2 separate regions of the Drosophila melanogaster genome follow, and region 2 is linked to region 1. A link is a contact called in public targeted proximity ligation data. All regions are on one chromosome and are shown on one strand. The core of a region is the stretch at or near the end of the contact, and the rest is flanking DNA. Distances in the headings are between cores, read along the strand shown.

Evidence for each region.
Region 2: a targeted proximity ligation map of the S2 cell line shows a contact between it and region 1, with 8 times the contacts expected there. A contact is called at or near these places in 5 of 107 Hi-C or Micro-C datasets (the Kc167 cell line, the S2 cell line, central nervous system and 1 more) and 3 of 7 datasets of targeted methods (the Kc167 cell line and the S2 cell line).

Annotation. Positions count from the first base shown.
Region 1 is chr3L:13,225,265-13,232,480 of dm6, forward strand. caps (capricious) reads left to right here and starts at 3,428. Exons shown (of 4, transcript NM_168540.3): 1 at 3,428-3,876.
Region 2 is chr3L:13,352,725-13,359,940 of dm6, forward strand. Nplp2 (Neuropeptide-like precursor 2) reads left to right here and starts at 3,652. Exons shown (of 3, transcript NM_001300130.1): 1 at 3,652-3,919; 2 at 4,003-4,128; 3 at 4,284-4,499. The coding sequence starts at 3,875. The coding sequence ends at 4,373. CG17687 reads left to right here. Exons shown (of 9, transcript NM_001382040.1): 5 at 1-726; 6 at 921-1,064; 7 at 1,124-1,401; 8 at 1,462-1,623; 9 at 1,945-2,216. The coding sequence ends at 2,125.

The DNA.
Region 1 (7,216 bases), core at 2,178-4,677:
ATGCAAATATTTACATCAATTAAAACGATTTATTTGCGAAATGAATAGAATGAATCCCGCCAGACACAAATAATTGCACATGTGAACGGAACCTAACTCAATTAAATTCGCCATCATTGAAGTGCATCAAACACCCGAAGAGTCCTTCAAATAGCTTTGAGCTCAGCCAGATTCATTTTTTCGATGGATTTCGTTTACCTCAAATGCACTCTATAAATGCAAATCAGAAGCAAGCAGCGCATTGGAATAACCATCGAGACACTTGTGCATATCCAACGGATACATATGCCCACTGTCTCTGTATCTTTGAGGTTGCCGTGTGCTGCAGGCCGAGATTTCTTTTGGCCATTTACAAATTGTTCAATGACGGTTGTAATAAATTATTTATGTTATTGCGGCGTTGTCAATAAAGACATAAGTGCGCACATTGAAAAGCGAAACCCCAAGCGGATTGACATCGAGCGGGGGATCAAATTGTTCGGGGGAATCGGGTCGAGCAATTACTATATGCTATATGCTACATGCTATAAACTCGATGGAACAACAACAATGGGGCCATAAAAGCGCAGCCCAAGTGCAGGCCATACAAAATGGGAAATAACAAAAACACACAAAAGGCCAAAAGAAACAAAAAAAAACTCAAATTTGACACCGAAATCAAATTAACATACAAAAACTTACATTCCACATTACAAACCGGCAAACAGACGTAGCTTTTGTGTAAGCGAGCAACAAACAAACAATTTGAGTTGGGGAAAAATCCGAAAATCACAGTTGGATGTCGAAGAACTGTCATATAACACTTGTTCGCCTCACTTGTTGGGCATTTTCTTGCCTGCAGAGCGGCACAAATGGCTTGGTTTTTTCACATTTTCATTTTTGTTTCGTGTTTAGTGCGCTTTTTTTTGCATTTACAAAATTCTTGTAGCTGCCACGTGTGGCAGCGACAAATTGACATTGATGTGAGCGGTGGAGTGGGTGCATTCCAACAGGTGTTCGAATTAGATGGCATTAACCAACACTGCAAGCGGCTAGCGACCGTAACTGTACTTTGAACTTTAAGCCCTTTTTACCTTGGTAGGTTCGTTGAAAGCATAGGTAGCATATTAAAACAATTTACACCTTTATATAACTGCTAAGTATCAAATACCACCTAAATACAAATACTATGCAAAAATGCCTCGTTTGCAGTTAATTTTTAAGCTAAGTGTAGTGAAGTGGCGTGAATGCGTCATTTTCTAAGCTATTTGCTCGTGTGATCGGTGGAGTGCATCCCCCAAAAATGTGGCACTGCGATGCGGCACAACGCCAGCGTATCAAAAACTCCTTCAAGGACCTTCTCCAGTGCCACTCAAACTGTAATTAAAGCCAACGCTGCTGCTCATCGACTCTTGAAGCCGTTTGCAATCCGTTCGTTCGCTCAACAATGGGAGTTTAATGTGCGGGCCTTGGGGCATTTTCATCGCATAATCATTTTTTTTTTTTGTGCCCGAACAGGGATCATAAATATGTCGCTGGCACTTGAGGCAGCCTCTCGCATTTATGTCGCTGCACACGGGGAGGAAAACACCAACCCCCTGCCACCCCTTTCCACTGCATTTTCGTTGCAGGTTCTTGAGTGTACGTGTACGTTGCCTGCACTCTCAATTATGTCTTAATTCGTATCTAATGGATATTTTCTGTGTGAATTTTCATGATTAATCGCCGCCCGAGGATGCAGGGGGGCAGCAGCAATCACACTGAAACAAAAATTGCACTTGCGACCATGTGAGAGTGCACTCTGTGCTACTACTTATACTAACAAAAGAATTGATTTTATTTGGACTACAGAATTTTTCTTTCATTATAATAAATTTTGAATTTTAAATTTTTAGACGTGGCCAATACTAATTTGCAGAATATATCGGATATTTTTCTCAGTGTACGTAAAAGGGTGGTTTGCCGACTGCAGTTGTTCACACATGTGTTCACAAAAAGAGTGCAAAGATTGTGGGTGGTGGGGGGCGTACAATGAAACTGCGAGCGATAACTCAACTCCACCGAAGGTTCCCAACTTTCTTTCCCCCTCGATTTTCTTTTTTTTTGAAAATTTGCAAGGCGTTGGCATGGGGTGGGATGAAATTTGCAATTGCTGGGGTGTGGCAGTTCGGCATTAACGGCATATGCATCGTATGTAGGTTTTTACGTTTGTGTGCGTAGACGGCGACGTGTTGCAACTTCCGGTGACGTCGACGTAGTCGCAAAAAGTGATTACGCGGCATTTGTGGTAGCAGCAAACCGGCGACGGTTTTTGCAAACATTTCCAAGAATGCAACCGCATTTGCCGACACCCCCCTCCCCCCTTTCACCGTACAAACACCACCCACTTTTTCGTTGGTAAACAAAAAGCATCTGAAATGCAATTCGCACTTCGGCAGCACATTGGCGCCATCTAGCCGCGCTTAGGCGAACTATGAAAGAGAGCCAGATAACGCGTGTGGTTTTCCGAGAGAGAAAATTGGTGGAAACCCAATCGAGTTGGGAATTTTATCTAAGAGCGAGAGAGTGGTGCCGGTTCTCCGTTCAATTTTCCTCTCTGTTTATCTTTGACTGCTCCATTTGCATTCATTTTAGGCGTTATTGGTGTCTCTGCTGCAACCGCTCCCAAAAAATCAGATTTACATGTCGTTGTTGTTGGTTCTTTTTTATTTATTTATTTTACTTAGCATCGCATCTGATAAGAAAGTTACATATGTGTGCTGGGCGAGCAATGAACTTATTGGAGCCTCTATGGGCAGGGCTAATTGGGACCGGTCAATGTGAGCGGTGAAGGCTAATTAGCTGTGGGCGGCGGAAGTACGACATCTTATTGGATAGAAAATGGGGGGAGATAGGACTAATGGAAAATCAAAGATTTTCTTTTGTTTACGGCTTGATAAGAAATTGTATTAGGCTCTGCAATGAATTTATAGCCAAAACTTTCGTGGGTACTTGATAAAGGGTATGAAAATTTCTTTTATTTCTTTATTGAAAACCTGTATATATCGAACAAAATATGATTGAATGTTAATTCAATCTGGATAACAATACTTATACAATATAACTTTAGATCCTTTCAAAACTCAGTCCTTTGAGATGATATTTTAGTTAGCGTGGTTTCAAACCATCCAGTCTCACTTTATCTGACTCAATGAGAATCCAACTTGAGTCTTGCCGGCTCAGATAAGCCCCGTTATCTGAGCGAGAGAGCATCCCATATGATTTTTGCACAAAAAGCCGAAGTATGCGTTCGTGCTGTTGCACACAATCACACTCTCTTCGTATGTGTATGTGTTTGCCTCGTGGTCTTGCTCTCCCGCTCTCGTGTTCTGTTAGCTCACTTCGGCACTTAACAGCGGCTGAGAATCGAGGTTTTGAAGTTCGTGGCGTACACAGATACAATACAGCGTTAGTTCGAAAAAAATCGTGAACGTGTTTGGACACATTGTGGAGCGCACCGTTATTTCCTTATAGCAGACAGCTCAGCAGATTCGCGCGTGCAAATTCTCACCCTTCTCTTCAACCTCCTCTCCCACCCACCACCACCATCGGTCGGTCGCTGTTGTAGCTGTTGTTGTTGTGCGGGCAACTTGCTTTTTGTGGGCGGGGCACGCGGGTCATCGCAAATAGCAAAATCGTCAATCGTCAATCGTCATCGGCGAAACGTGTGTGCAGAATTAATGAAATGCCCGCGCCGCTTCTTCATCAATGAAAACAAAAAGCGAGGAGACTATCCGCCAAATAGTATCTCAAAGATTTGTAGCTGTGCTTTCGGTTAACGTTGTGTTTGGGCTAACATTTTTGTTTTGACAACAGTGCGTGCTAACAAACTAGCCACGAATTGCCAAAATTATCGCGGTAAGTCCTTCGTTTGGTGCCTAATTATTATTCTGTGCTGTGATGTTACTAAGTTTAGTACTGATATTAATTAGTTTAGTTAATACCTTATATTTACTTTTTTGTTTTTGGTGCGCAGCATTTTAAATATATTTTAATATAGTTAGAAGAAAATACTGATATTCAGTATGAAAAAGAAGAAAAATGGTTTTTAGTGATGGAGAGAATATTGCTATACAACTAGACTGAAATAGGGCTAATTTAGTAATATTTTGATTGATAACCATTGAATTTTAATCAATAATCTAAGCAAATTTACGTTACCTCACATATGAATAACTTTAGAGCATACGCTACATAGCTAAAAAATAGCTAGTTTAAGGCGTAAATTGGTTGTTTTACTATAATTTGTTTAAAATAGTGTGTAAACAGGATAAAATGCATAACTAAAGATTGACCTTATCAGATATTACCGTTACACTTAATGAAGAAGCTCTTTAAGGCCAGAAAAACGCCTTGACAGCAGCATGACATTCTCTTTTCTTTTATTGCTGCTGTTGTTTCAATGTTCGATCGATAAGTTTTATGAGTTTTCGTTGTGAAATTTTGAAATCATTAATTATGTCTCGGGCCGCAGACTCGCTCGGAGTTTCCGTCCAGGGCCAGCCGTCTCAATTTTGGGGTTTCTGTCTGGGGAACAGGTTTCGTTAGAGCGAAAAACTTAAAGAACTTTTCGAGGTTTGTGCGATTCCGGGAACTTGTTAGGTGCTGCCTGGACTCGTGTTTGCTTGCCCCTCTTTATGGAGATGTGGATCTTTATGAATGAACGAGGTGGGGCTCAGTTTGGAGGCTCGGGCAGCTGGCCGACTGGGCGGCTGAGCGGTCCGAATGTCTCGTGTTGTGGGCCTTTCTCGTTGACACTTTTGAGGAATGTCAACTTGGCCCCACTGGCCTGGCCAACTGGGAATGGGTTAGACGTGAGCTGGCGTAAGTCTAAGATGCTGGGATGTACTAAAGTTCGAGGAATTCGAAAGGTGTATACAGTTTGGACCGAACTCAAGAAGACTTCAAGGAAATGGCTGTAGAAGAACAAAAATATTTAGCGGCATTAAACCAAATAAGCTTTGTAACCTTATGGGTTTCAGAGTTACTGTGTATTTATAAACAATATTCCGACATTATAAACTATTTCAATGATGATCATCCCCATAGAAACGATTTTGTATTATTTTAATACGAGCTTATCTTTATGTTGCGCCTTCCACTCTGTGCTTCCATCTTCTATTGGTGACCTTCATTATCTCCATCTGAGAACAACCTCGAGGCGAAATCTTAAAGCAAATCCCCACTCATTAAAGCTCCCACTCTCTGTTGTTATCAGGCCCGAAAACGCCAAGGCCGAAGCCGAAAACTTCCAACCTGCATTAGCTAAGCAGACAACTGAGCAGGGGAAGCTATGTACATAGCTGGGTCTGAAACAGAAAACTTTTTAATTACCAACAGGAAAAAACATTTAAGATAAAAGCCAGGTAATATGCGGGGCAGGTGGGACAGGTCACTCCGCCCCCACACCCACTTTTGCATAAATTGAAATTATGGCAACTGTTTTCAGACTTCAGGATGAAGTAGATTCCGAGTCGAAATCGAACCTTTTACTTCTCACTCACTGACCCGAAGGTATTTATGACCTTCGTAAATAGGAAACCGAAGGAATAAGCAGCAGGTTTTAGCCATCAGAGAGCTACAAATTTTACAGCTTAAATATTTTTTAGCCATTAGATAAACAAATAGAAGGGGCAGAGCGATTGAGTCAGAACCAAAGGTGGAAGAGAAAAGAAAAGAACGAAAATATCTTTCAAGTACAATGTTAGGTAAATATAAACAAAACTTTACGTCTTTCGAGCGAGCTCACACTTCTTTTTACAACCTCCAAGACTTTTGGATGCTGCACTTTGGCTGTTGCTGGTGTTTTGGTTCTTCCTTTTTAGCTACTTAAAGCTTTTAGAGCGGCAGCTAGATGTAATATAAATTACATTAGCTAAGTGCCAGGCGGCAATTAAAAACAAAAAATACTCGTGAAGTTTTCCTCCGCCTTTGTTGTTGCTGATAATGTTGTTAATGATGTTGCGGCAGCATCTTCAGCAGCCCCATCCCATCGGCGGCATCATCATCAGTGGCATCATCATTAAGAACATCATTGCCACCATTAGCAGCATCATTAGAACGTCAACTTAATCAAGGTTAAAAAGCATGTGGCGTGCCTGCCCCAAAAAAGTCGAGGAAAACTCAAGAGATGCGGGAGCTGGCATCCCGCTCTATCTTTCTCTTTTTATGTGTGGTATATGGGTATATGTACATATATATATATATATATCTTCGATTCTGTAATTATTGACGCCGACGATGTCTTCCACGTTAGACATAAACATAAACATATTGCGATGACTGAAATTCGGTAAGATTAGAAAAAGTTATGCAAGGATTGGGCAAATTATGTTGGCTAACATGGGGCAATATTTTTCGGGAGCCTTGTGCGATGTGGCAAGTGTGGTGGTAAACATAAATGGTAGGTAATTGAATAGAGAAAAATTGAGAGCGAAAATGTTGATTAATCGAATAATGATTTATAGCAAGGGAATAGAAAGGGAGCTACCTCACAATGACCAGTATAATCTACCACAAAGAAATAAAAAAAAACTTTAAACCCCGATGATTCAATATTATCAGATTTAGCAAATCATACCACTGATATTTTTATAACCCTTGTTCGTTTTTCACTTTTCAATTTAACCACCATTTGCCAATCCCCCATCATCAAGATAGAATCGAGATTCAGCTGCCTTGACATTTATGATGCCAAAGCAAATACTTGAAACTCTAATAACCCCAGAAAATCACCCCAAATTACAAGTACGAAAATAACTTCCCCCGAATGACCACCATTAGGCCTGAAATCAAAACATTTTACAACAGCAATTATGTTATTTTTTGTTTTTTGTGTTTTGCGCGATCAGAGCCAAAGTCAAAGTAATTTCTATTTTAATAACTAGGCAGCGTGGCCAAGCCAAGTCCATTAAAAATAAATATCTCTAGAGATATGTATATATTTTGCAATTAAATCAGCAACAAACTGCAAATGAACCGAATCGAAAATGCGAGAGAACCAGCTCCATTATATGGGCATTATCTGCCTGCCCATAACTATCGGCTCAATCATAAATTTAATTAGCATAATTGACTCCGCCAGAACGGATGTTCTGTTTTCGATTTGTGTTTTCAAAATTTCGCTCACGTAGTGGCAATTAAAAATGCGCTGGCAGCTTTTCGTTGCCATATGCGCAGTTTCGTCTACCTCTCATCA
Region 2 (7,216 bases), core at 2,402-4,901, 130 kb after region 1:
AAAGCCTCCCAGATTTTAAAGCTCAACCAACGCGTAGCTGAACTGATGATCTTAAAACTGAAATATGATTTTGCCCTCAAACAGGGGCAACTGCGCATGCTCACCCTCGAAAAGATCAATTTCGGAAGGGTTCAAATGCGAAAACGCTACAACATGTTCCGCAAGGACATCGACAAGTTGAACGACTATATGACGCGGTATAGCAACCTACTCGATTTCTATGACAAGGCTTTTCTAGATGTAAAGACGCGACTGGAGGCTCAGCAGACCCGTGATCGAGCCGTCGAACGACAGTTTCGAAGCCAGTTCTTACCTTTAGTTCCACATGCCACCCACGAGATGACAAAGCTCTTCAAGAAGCGACCCAAACTGCCCGGTAAGGTTTTCAATTCGGTACTCATCTGCATGGAGGCCTCGAACAAGCTGAGCGGAAAGCCCAGTCATCGTACTCCATTTCCTCTGCCCGACGACGTCCTAGAGTTCCTTAACTATCTCGCCGAGTTCGATCAACCAAAACAGTGTCCGCCGAATGTGGATCCCAAGTCTTGGGACGCCTTTGTCAAGTTGCGTCGCCAGAAGACTGAGAGCGAGTTGCGACTGAAGGGTATTGGATACCAGCTGCTCGACAGCCAAGCCCTCCTGGGTGTCCTTAACAAGGACCTCGCAGCGCTCAAGGAGTCCAAGATCCTGACTCAACGTAATTCCGAAGATAGCATCCAAACATACGTAAGTGTTGTAACGAACTACGGAAAGCCTTCCACTCTTAAGAAATATGCTGCTTGAAGGAAGCAATTTAAAAAATTTGTATGTTTCCACAACGCATAAACATTATTTTATTGTTTCAAAAAAGTTTCTGCTTAATCTTCGCAAGTTTAAATATTATATTGCTGGAGTAACCCCAATGAATTTTCCTGCTTCAGCTAGAAAAGATGAGAAACATGACCATCCAGTTGACCCTCACAATGGGTCAAGTTGAGGTCTCGGTTATGGGCCAGTTTACAAAGCTCTCCAACACAGTTCTCATGCATGTGGATGACATCAACGATGTGAATCGCCAAATTCAGGTGAGCAATCATAGCAAAGAATGAGTGATTTTTAAAATTATCAACCTTAATAAATGCAGGAAGCTGGAAATAAGAAGATTAAAGCCATGCAAAGAGTGGCAGTATTTAGGCGTCAGGTCATCTTCAAGGAATGGGAACACAAGTTGTACAAGGCCAATATAGCGTATCTGAAGTACATGCTGGATGCCATCGAGAAATGCAAAGTTTCAATGGAGTTCCTTAACATCCTTCGCAATTGGGAAAAGGTTAAGACAGAACGTCAGAAGTATATAGCCGGAGCTATCGAACGAGTGATCGAACAAAAGATAGCAGTATTCAGGAAAAACATCGATCGTGTGTAAGTCACTTATAAGTCTTATATGTCCCAACTGAAAACTAATCTGTGCCCAAACGGAAGTAACATCAAAATCGATGCGGTAAAAGCACAGACCTTGGAGATAAAGCGCAGCAACCATGCCATCGATTTTAAAATCGAGCGTATCAAGGTAGACGTCACTTTCCAAAACACTTTGCGCGATACGATGATGGAGGACAAGCGGGATCGCGAGCAGCGGGAGCGGTAAGATAACCTCTCCAGTAGAATCTAAACTGTGTCACCGAGCACTGTAATCAAAATTAATTGGACAGCTAACTGCTAGCAAAAGTTCATCTAAATTCGCAAAAGTTGACTTTTAAAGCTATCAAAACTAGTACGTTGCCAATATAATGTTGCATTTAAAAGTTGCTGTCATACTTATCAGAAAATAAGAAGAAACTTATCTATCTGTTGGCTACAGTAAAAAGTATTTTTACCACTGCTCATATTTCGGGCTAATTACCGAATTTCATGCAAAAATCAAACAGTTTTATATTTAAAACATATGTTCTCTTTCCACCGCAGAATGTCGCAGATTAAGACCCATCGGCAGCTCATGGAGAATGTCCGCCGCAACTACGCCCATGTGCTGGAACTGCAGACGATTCTGGAGCTGCTCCGTCTGCGAACCTACCCCACGTTGGGTCCACCCCTGCCCCAATGTCATCCGCCAGTGCCGGAGCATATCCTCAGTTCGGTGCCCTAGGAGAACTTCAACCCGACCAACCAACAGACCAGACCGTGGGGCTAAGTTTTAGCCACTTGGCGAAATTGCAATTAAATATTTTCATTCCGCCAAATGAAAATTTATTAGTGGTTCTGGGTATCTGGTCTGGGTCTTCTGACTCGTGCTGCCACTTAATTGGGTTTGTTTGTGTCTGGGGAAAATTACGAAAACGAGGCATAAAGTCGTGCACTTTGAGCTCTGTTTGCTGTTTAGTTCGTTGCTCCCGAAACAAACTCTACTCTTGACTAACTACTTTTGGGGCTTAAGTTGGGGGAAACCCTTCAGCATCGCACTTCACATTTATTGTTTTAATGAATTGCCCTTGAAGACACGAGAGTTGATCCGAGAGATCAAACTGTTGCAATATAATACAAATAAAAAACCCCGATTGTCACTTTATATGGCTATCATATCGTGATTACGCTAAAAATACGGCAATACACGACTATTATTCTAATTATTATTACCTCTTTTAACCATTACGTAATCTTCGGATTTACTCCGAGCAGTAAGCCCTTATCTATTCAGCTTTCAAAACCAGAGAACTGTAATTTCTTTACTAAATATGCGAATTCATCATTTAAATTACTTTAACCCCTGGAGGTGAGCTACAGAATACACTATTTTTGTTAGTTCAGTTTTTTTACCGCAGCATCTATGTTGATAATAGTGTTTCGTTATTTCTATTCGCCTTTTAAGATGAGTTCACCATGCTAAATTTACGTTTTTGATATCCAAAGTCTACAAGAGTAGCTCTGTCTAAATATTCTGAAAGCGTTGTTTGGTTTGCCCAAGTCCAATCGCATTTGCATTTCTCCAACTTAGCTTCGCGTTGGAAATTTCCGGGTTGCTTCGTCAAATTTTCTAATACTCGGTATTATAAATATTTATTTTGCGCAATTACATAATTTCGAATGTAGGGCGCCTTATCAAAAGCATTTAAAAAAAACCTTATCACGTGCCACGTGCTTTGCATTGATAGCCGGTAAAATGGAAATTATAGTATAAAATAAAATTGACTATATACCTGTTACTCGTACAGAAAGTCGACTATAGCGTTATCTCTTCACTTTAACTATATATAAATATATATTTAACTAAAAAAAATGCTTACAGAAATATTAAAATATTTGGTCTTTAATGAAAAAAACAAATAAAAGTAGATAAACAATTCCGATTGCTGGATCGAAAGGCCTTCAGAACAGCTTAGCTATGCGAGCCATTGAAATGATAAGCACACATTGTAGGATATGTATATTCCAAATTTATACAGTGGTAATTCCATAATTATTTCTTGTTGAAATTCAAATTAAAAATATTCTTAAATTATATATTTAAATCTTTGTTACGGGCCAAGTGCTAGAATACTGGATTCGAGGATAGGGCAATACCATTAAGTCCTACAGAGATTAACTATTTGGCGGTTGCATAAAGCGGTTATCTTCTGTGACTAAACAAATGTAGACATTCTTGAGCCAAGCAAACGCTCAGCTGTTATGCGAAGCAATCTATTCCAGCATGCTACGGAAAAAAGTACGCTTATCACGGGTCAGCTCCGTAGCTCTAAACGCTCGGCCTTCCTAGTGCCGATAAGCCGGTCTCAAATTCGGCCGGCTGCGGCGCAAAACGAGGTGTCGTTATGAGTAGTTTGGCAGAGGTTCAATCAGTACTCAAGTCATCGTTCTCTAGTTCAGAGTTCCGCAGCAGTTACAAAAAACCAACACAAAAATGGCCAAGCTCGCAATTTGCATCCTCGTGTTCGCCCTGTTCGCCGTAAGTAAAATGCTCAAAGTCCTGGCACACAGATGCAGGACCTATTTTCAGAGATAAACTACAATGTGGCACTTTGATTTCAGTTGGCTCTGTCCGCCCGCGTCCCCCGTGAGGAATCCAATCCTGCCCAAGAATTTCTTACCAAGGCCCAGGGTGATTTCAACGAATTCATTGAAAAGTTGAAGGCGTTGGACGCGAAGAAGGTTGAGGTAATTATAAAGCAATCATATCAAAAATAAAGCGAGTTCTAAGTAATTAATAGTCATTTTTCGTGGAGACGCTTAAAACTCATTCTATCCACTACATACGTATTTTCCATAAAGTATTTACGAATTTCTAACTAACAACTTTTCTCTCTGTGTAGGGTCTCTTCAAGGATGGATTAAATACCGTGCAGGAGGGTCTGCAAAAACTTAACGAAACATTTCTTCAGGCACCAGCCGCATCCACCTAAGACGTTGTTGGATGGCCATATATCATTACATTGAAAACGACTCCAATAAATGTTTTAACTTTAACTTTAGTTGTTACATACATGAAAACTAAAAAATGAAATTAAAACGTTAATTGTTTTTAGCACAAAAACATATATTTGCCTATTACTTTAAAAAATTTTTCCATTCCACTTTCTAGAATAGCTATTTTATTACCTTAAAATTGGTAAAATTGAGATGTTTAGATTGAAAGATGATTTTTTTATTTATATTTCTTTTATTCTGAGAAAATATGCTTCCACGCATGAATTTGACTTGGTTAGGATAAAATTATTATAATTATGCCAATTTTTATTAGTACGGCCACCGAAAATGGTTAATTGCACTTCCTACAAGCTAAGTTATGGAACTTTTCTATACCGTTTTCACTGTGTTATTAAAGATTTTAGATGCTGAAGAGTGCTGATCTCGCTCTTCTTCGAAGAAAATTGCAGAAAATCAAAAATTATTGCCATGATTTGAGTTTCGTAAGAACAACTGGCTTTGAAACGGTAGCACGCGTGAAATATTTGTCAGCTATTTTGCACACCTGTTTGGCGCAGCCAACTCGGGGAATGGAGGACGAAATGTGAGGGCTTTCGAAACCATGAATAATGTATTGGCATTTGTACGGCATCGCATCTCGGGGAATCCCCTCCGATCGCCCAATCTAACTTCATCGCCGCGCACGATTGCATAATACCAAAGTGGATTTTTGCTTCTTCCAAGGGATTTCGTATCGAGCTTTGGGCCAAAAATGTGGGTTGCACAAACGGAAGTTTGCAAAGGCGGATATTGCCAAATTGTTGCTTAGACATATATTATGTAGTCGTGCTTACCTGTGTGCTCCCATCAACGGACATCCTTGTCCAATTTCTATGGCATTGTTGCGTGAAATTTATAAATGTTTTTGTTTCACTTCTAGAAGGTTGTCTTATTCAAACCCGCCGTGAGTTACTGGTTTACTCAACGATTCGAACTGTGAATGGAATGGTGAATTGTCAAAATTTGTGAAATGAATGAAATATGAAATATGTTCTTAAAACTAAACCGTTCAGAAAAGTAGGAGTTTATTTTTTAGTGCTTTTAGTTCGTTTTTTAATTATTTATCTATTAAAATTGTATTAACTACTGCTAAACAATCGCAAAGAAAGTGGCCAGATATGAGCGGGTGGGATGCGATGCGATGCTCTGCTCTGCGGAGTTATGGGAGTACAACCAAGTTGGAAAACTCTCCTCCTCGGCACTGCAGCAAACAGTTCCCACAGCAACAATATGGTTGCGATGTCACGCAGTGCGTGCGCCAGTGTGAGTGCATTGTAATGCTAATTTAAATAACGATAAGCTCAACAACAGCACCAGCTACAACTACAACTACAACTACCACTGCAGCTGCAACTACAACAACAGCAACTGCATCTACAACAGCGACAACAATGGCAACAATAATACGAAAACAATTTGGCATTCTGTGATTTTGTCATCCTTTTACGATTGTTGTTGTTAGTTTTCCACTCTCTTCCATTGGGTAAAAGTCCTTTTACTAGGAGATTGCTTTCCAAAGTGCATAATTAAATGGCATATGAAAAAGTTAAGATATTTTTAAATATTTTCTATTATTTTGAAAACCCATCTCACTGTTTTGAGCTCTATTAAAATTATATTTGATTAAATTACGCGACAAATTCTTTTATAATGTTATTCGTAAACTAGAGTATTAAGTCTTCCTGCAGAAAACCCAATTTCCTTGCACTCCTTTTTATTGTTGGGTGTGCAGCATCTGCAGTAAGCCAGACACCACATATATGCACACACATCTGGCCATATTAGCGTGCGAGCGGGAAAAACAAATAATAAAGCCACTTGCGCATAAAGAAGCGAAAACAACGGCGAAGGCAAAAGTTTCGCATGCAGCAGAATCCTGGACGAAGGGGAGGCAAAATGCAGAGGGGGTGGCATTATCCTTTCTATCACTTGTCACATTTCCGCATAATGGCGTCATTGCTGCTGCTGCCTGTTGCGAACAATGAATACATTTGTAATGTTAATGGAATGCAACGGCAACTGCGAGGAAACCGAAACGAGAACAACGCCAACCATTTTCCGTCGCCCATTCGAGCTGTTGACGCCCATATTTGTTTGCGTTTATCAGCCAGTTTCTGTGCGCCACATAAAATGGGGGCGAGGAATGCGGCTTTTCCAGCCACGCCCACACGCACTCCACGTAGGACTTTGCTTCGTCAGAAAAATGTTGTTGGTTCGGTGTTCAAAGTTGACGGAGGTGCCAGTGTGATAACTTGAACGTATTACATATGAAAAAAAGACGAAATCATTTTACTTGACATTTAGAAAAAAAAAAACATTTTAAAATTAGGATTGAAATACTAAGAAATCAATAAATTTATGTGGCCTCAGGAATGTTTAACTACTTAAGAAGAAGACTACTAACAATCAACTAAGATTAATTTATTTCACATTTTGAAACATTTCGATAAACTTACTTATTTAGGCGGCAAATAGTATCGATTGTTTTAGTATATAGTGTATGGTATACTAAACTGTTTTTACTTTTGTTGCATGCACGCTGGCAGCACTATCAGCACTTATTCAATATGCCTAGTGCAGTGCATTCGAGCATAAAATAACGAACCATTTTTATTAGAAATATAAACAGCAAAAAGCAAATGCATACACGCGCACAGTTGCACTCGCTATGCATGAGAGACGCACACACATGCATTTATAGCTGAATAGACGCACAATGTGGCAGCCACAATAAAGAAATAAAAGGCTCAGCAGCAGCAGCAACATAAGCCTCATCGTC